2 separate regions of the Gossypium arboreum genome follow, and region 1 is linked to region 2. A link is a contact called in public Hi-C data. All regions are on one chromosome and are shown on one strand. Each heading gives the region's core, a stretch centred on a gene start, on an enhancer-like site or on the middle of the called end of the contact. The rest is flanking DNA. Distances are from core to core; before and after follow the strand shown. Region 1 holds the start of LOC108463963 (probable protein S-acyltransferase 22). Region 2 holds the start of LOC108461960.

Evidence for each region. Hi-C and Micro-C count contacts between places; a contact is called where the count stands out from the background.
Region 1: a Hi-C map of leaf shows a contact between it and region 2, with 5 times the contacts expected there. The contact joins the promoter of LOC108463963 here to the promoter of LOC108461960 in region 2. A contact is called at or near these places in 2 of 5 Hi-C or Micro-C datasets (both in leaf).

The regions. Positions count from the first base shown.
Region 1 is chr13:28,540,090-28,543,240 of ASM2569848v2, forward strand. It overlaps LOC108463963 (probable protein S-acyltransferase 22), which reads right to left and starts at 1,756. Exons shown (of 9, transcript XM_017763995.2): 1 at 1,000-1,756; 2 at 757-870. The coding sequence starts at 1,041.
Region 2 is chr13:27,725,917-27,728,872 of ASM2569848v2, forward strand. LOC108461960 reads right to left here and starts at 1,477. Exons shown (of 2, transcript XM_017761956.2): 1 at 1,149-1,477; 2 at 1-926. The coding sequence starts at 885.

The sequences.
Region 1 (3,151 bases), core at 506-3,005, 810 kb after region 2:
TATGCTATTACAGTAAATAAACACAGTCTTTACTACTATTATATATGACTTTAAGAGAGAACAGTTCTCAGTTTACAAATTCCAGTCAGCAGATAACATCATAGAAGCCTAACTTCTTTGTGTGAAATATTTCTTTAAGAGAGAGTTCATCAACCTAGCATTATCTAGAATTGTCAGTAAGTACCCCAGTCCCCGATAGCATGGACTTGCCCAAATGTTCTCGAGTATTTTATAACTTATGAGAACTATCAAACAAACCGTCTTAAAGTTTCAGATCTCTGTGTTTGCTGTGATAACAGTTCAGCAGTTCATAATTTAACATTTCCTAAAAGTAATACAAAACATTTATGAGCCAATAAACTACTTCAATAAAAGAATTTTTGCTCCAAAAAGGAAGAGCAATAAGACCAGCTGTTAACCAGAAGAAATTTAGCCACTAATAATCCTTTAATGGATGAAATTTGAAACTCTTGTATAGAATCAATGCCTCCTAAAAGGAACAATGGCTAAAAGACAATTGCCCTTATCAGCTAAAGTCACAAGTTGATGATATGCTTGAGAGACTCCATAAGATAAAACAACCAAAAGAAAAAAAAAAGAAAAAAAAATCAGATTTAGAAAAAGGAAAGGACCCTTAGATTAGAGGGAAAATAAATGAATCAGAGAGACCAACAGGCAAAGAAAACATAGATCTCAATTCTTCCACCTACTAGAAAATAAAAATAAAATAAAAGGAAAAATGTTGAAATGGCTTACAAGAGGAGTATAGATTCCAATCACAATGTATTGAAACATCTTCTTCCCAACAAAAGGAGCAAAGAACACATAGAATGCAAATCCAAGTGCCAAGAACACAGCAACAGCAACCACCTTTGCAAAAATAAGTAAAAAAAAAAAAACGAAAACTTTGCTAAATTACCCAGAATTGGAACAACAAAAAAGCTCAGCAATTTTACATAAAAATGGAAATAGTAACAAAGAACCAAAAACAAAAAATACCTGGAGTGGATGATAAGGAAGCTGCCATCCATGCTTCCTCATTTCCTCTTAAAATGTTAAACGAACAGAGAAGGGGAAAATATGGAAAAGAGTGAAAGTCAAAATCTGCTGGGTATTTTTCCTATACTTAGTTTCTCACACTTTCCCTCACTTTCCGGGGAAAATAAAGATCACTCATTTCACTAGACCACCAACCAAGCATTACCCTTTGTTTTTTTTTTTTGTTTTGTTTTTTTTTTTACCTTCACGGGTCTAATAAAAAAAAGGGCAAGAAAAATGTAAAGTGTAAAAGAAAAAGAACAAGGTAGCTGAAGAAGATAGGTTTGGACAGTAAGGAAAGCTTTGTCTGGTTCACACAATCATGGCCCCTGCCTCATGCAATGAAAGAGAAAAGACAGAAAAAAACACAAGAAGGGCTAGTCTGGGGTTTGGGTATTTATTTGTTTCTTATATAAAGCATTTTGCTTGGCCATAAGATCTGTCTCAAAACTCTCAAACTGTGTCTCTAAGTAACAACATGCGAGAGAACTGGTTTTTTTTTTTTTTTTTTCATTCTTTCGTTTCCATTGCCTATAATGTACCTTCAAAACCCAACTTTTACTTTTTTTTTTACTTTAATTTTTTGTTTAATTTTCTTTGTTTAATTTAATCATGTTCAAAGTGTCACAACATCAGGCCCATCGCTGCAAATAGACAGTTGTTCGGTTTCATCTTTTGTAATTGCCTTCACCAACAATTGTCTTAAAAATTCCTTTTTCAGCATTTTCCATCAATATTTTGACCCAGTTAGCGTTTTTAGTCTTAAATTATACATTATTATTATTATTATTATTTTAGCTTAGAAGTATTCATAATTTGCCAAGAAAAAAAAGTATGCATAATTATATATTTTAGTATTTTAAAAAATATTTTGACATAAGTATTTCATTTCTTACATTCTTTCGACTTTAGCCTATCCCTTTTCTCTTTTTTTTTCACCCATCATCATATTCATTTTCCTTTATCTTTCTTTTAGATGTGAAAAAAAAAATTCAAACTTTTGCATAAGATTCCTCCCATAATTTTTGTCCTAGTGCATTTCATGTTTTCATATCATTTTAATGCATATCATCACATTATAATCATGTTTAAAATATTTTATGATAATTTGTATTATAAATTATTATTTCGTTTGAGGTTTTTATTACAAGCAATGTTAAAAATACCATGTATCTTATTTAACTATTTTTTTTATTTTTAACATCAATTAATGATATAACCTATTAATTTTTCTTATAAAATCAAACCACTTCACTATCAACATTTGTGGCGTATGTCTCGCATTTATCGAACGTTTTGCAAGCACTTATTGGAGATACATGTGCGACGTCACGACGAGGAGATATGTGACATTACAACAATGCGACGGGCAAGGGACGACGTCACGACGAAGGTCGTCAAGACGTAAAAACGAGGCGACGATCTCTTGATGTAGGAGCAGCGGCGACATCACAATAAGGAAAGTCGTGGCCTTTGTAACCCTGATTTAGACATGCCAATCAGAGAGGGTTTTTCTTTTAAGGGGACAAGAAGTAGTCGCATATGAATTTGAGAAAGTTTTTTGTGGTAACTATGGAGTGAATTATGTTCCCAAGTTAGGGTTTCGTTTTCAAAGTTTGGGTTTTGTACATTTCATATATTTAGGTTTATTTTCTCCATATTGTACTCTCGTGTGTTTACTCATTTACTGAAAAGCCGAAGCCTCCTTCGTTCATGGTTTTATCTTCTTCGAAGGAGTTTTCCATGTAAATATTTGTGTTTGTTCTTCTCCACTTTACTATCTCGTTGTTTATACGGGTCGGTCCCCAACAAATTGATATCAGAGTCAATGATGAATTTCGATATGAAAAAGTTCGACGGGATCACAAATTTTATTTCTAACACTTTCGAATAATTACAGAAGTAGCTAATGTGGCTGAGCACAATGGTGATGATTCGTTGTTCTCTATATATAATTCGGTTGAAGGTGGCGTATTGTTAGATATCAGGCATGTGTCTGATTTTAAAAAAAAAAATCACATCCCCTTTTGGTCTTTAGGACTCAAATGGTTCGCAGAGTGTTTGAGGCAAAGTGTCACACCTCAAACCTAACCTAGACGTTATGGTTGGTTTT
Region 2 (2,956 bases), core at 227-2,726:
ATCTCCATCACTTAATACTTTTACTCTATGTTCAAACAACCCTTCCACAAATGCTAAACCAATTGTAGAGCCAAGAAATATCAAGAGACCAACTTGAGTCTGCCCCTTGATAAGAACACCGGCCCGAAGCATTGCCTGCGGTCCCGAAACTTCCTCCAACACGCAGATTACAATCCCGATATTGCAAACAACAATGGCATACGCGAAGACAACCGAGAACACTAGCCCCATCATTATCACCACGTACACAATCAAGTCAGGTGTAAAGCCAACAACAGAAAGTAAGCTACATGCCACAACAAGGAAAACAAAGAAAGTGGTCACACAAGCAACAATAACCATACACATCCACATATATGTGCAAATGAGCCGCCTCCAAAACTTTAGGATTATCGTGAAAAACTTTGAAGCATCGGCCGGTTTCCTTGAGTAGGTACAATCTACACAATAAACCACCGCAGCCTTGGATAACAAAGACAATGTGATGAACAAAGGGAAGCACATTGCGGAGGAAACAGCCGACTCGGCGAACCTTTGTGACGACTGTTGGATGAAAGGCTTCAATGGGAGTCCACAGGTTTTGGCAACTAACAAAAGCCTAACAGTTAATCTCTTCACAATGGAATGATCAACTAACAAATTAGACATAAAGACCGCAGATACAGGGCAAATTAACAAAACTGCAATGATAAAAAAACTGGACGAATTGTACCGTAAAATCCTAACAGTTTCTCTTAAGATCTCTAATGCATTCATCGAATGGAATTGGTAGTTATCATCACTAACATCATAGGATGATTCTAGCTCAAAACTTTCTTCATGGGTTTCCTTAGATCCTTCTTTCTCTAAATGATCTGATCTCATTCGTACGCTACCAGGTTCCATTTTCGTTAATCAAAACCCAGAAAAGATATCGACCCCAGCAGCTAAATAAACACAGGAAATTATATAAAACAGAAGTGTAAATCAGATCTGAAAGTGCTTGACCCACCTTTGTAATCCCCGAGAAGTTCACGAAGAAAACACAGTGAAAGTGAAAAGCATGAAGATTGTGGGATTGGAGGGAAATTCTCGAGTGTTAAAAAAAAAAAAGTCTTTTATGGAAGAAGAAGAAAAGAAAGATTGGTTATTAAAAAAAAAAAACGTACGAATTTGGATGTTATAGCATTGACATCGCAAAACAAAGGGAATGTCTGAAGAAGTTAGCTGCCATTTTTTGAGGTGCTATGCCATCGTGCCGGCGTTCGTTAGTCTGTAACGGATTGAAAATGGGCTTTGCTTTTTTGTGTTTCGGGGTTTTCAAGATTGGGAAATAGTTGTCAACACTGGACATGGAGGAAATCAAATTCAACAGGTGACTGCCATTTTTGGAATTTCCGGCCAAAATCTTTTACAAAATTGGGATTTTCTTTATAAAAACCAATTGGGCTTTTGATTGATTAAACTAGGATAAACTACACTATACTCATTTTAAAATAGAATTTATTTTATTTTAATTATTTTAATTTAACCACTTTAATTAAATAGGCTCACGTGGTTAACTCATTGAGAGTAATTGAATTTTAGGATCTCTATATATTAAACTTTGATCAAATTAAGAAGATTTTGGTTCCCAGTGCTGCTGACAAAAATTAAGGCGTCTAAAAGCTGGAAGCTCGACTTGAAGAAGTGTACACCTGCGCAGCTCAAAACCATCCAAGGTGAAGAAGCTTCTTCAACATTTGCACACACACACACACACACACACACACATGCATATCTCATTGCCTGATCTGCTTAATGAAAGCATGGATGAAGTCAAGTAATTGTTATGAGAATGATGATTAATACAGATTTCAGGACGTAATACTTAAGTTCCCTAAATAGAGCTGCAGTGGAGATGGGTACGTGGGGGAGTTTGGGTGGCTTTGACTCTGCCTCAGGTGAGGATAAGTGATAGGAGGCTTGAAGATGCTATATGGTGATGGTTGTTGTTAAGCAGTAGGAAAAAAAAAAAAGAGAGAGAAGTCCCAAAATATATATATATATATCACCTTTCTATTATTCAATGGGTTAATGTCTCACCATAGTAATTCATTAATGAATTATTAAAATTTGTAAAGACAATGATTACTTCGAATAAGAGTAACTAAAATAGGAGGGTTTTATATAAATAATATAAAAAATTAATTAATTATGAAAATAAATTGGAGGACAAATTATTTATGAAAATATGTTGGTTGTTACAGTACCCGTTGGTGCAGCCTGATACATTTTGGCGGTACCACCCTCTCTTTTTAGCCAATCATTATGTTATCATGTGTTTTAAAGAAAAACATAATTTTTTATTGGTACATCCATTGTGTCACGTAACATTGATACATATTTTTCTAAAATATCCATGAAAATATGAGTATACATGGTGAAATAAAACAAAAAAAATAATTTTTTAATGGAGTCACCAATCTGTCAGGAAGCATGATGAATTTAAAAAAAAAACAGTGTTACACAAAAAGTTGAGACAAGAAAAAAATATTTTTTAATGGGTGCCATCGGTGTGTCAAGCAACACCAATGAATTTAAAAAAGAAAACGGTGTCCAAAAAAAGTTGAGACAGTAAAAAAATATTTTTTAATTTGTGTCGTTGGTGTATCAGGTGGCACCACTGATAATTTTAAAATAAAAATTATTTTTTAATGGGTGCTACTGATGTATCAGGCAACACTAATAATTTTAAAAAATATACATTTTTTAATAGGTGTCGTTGGTGTGTTTGGCGACACCATTGATAATTTTAAAAAATATATTTTATATGAGTGTCGTCGGTGTGTCAAATGACGCTTGTACATTTAAAAAAAAAAGGCTATTAGGGGAAAAAAAAAGGAAAATCGAAAAAAATAATTTATTAGTGGTGCTGCTAACATGTTAGGTGACACTAATAGTTCCGCGATACCATCAAATGTTACCAACTAGTATT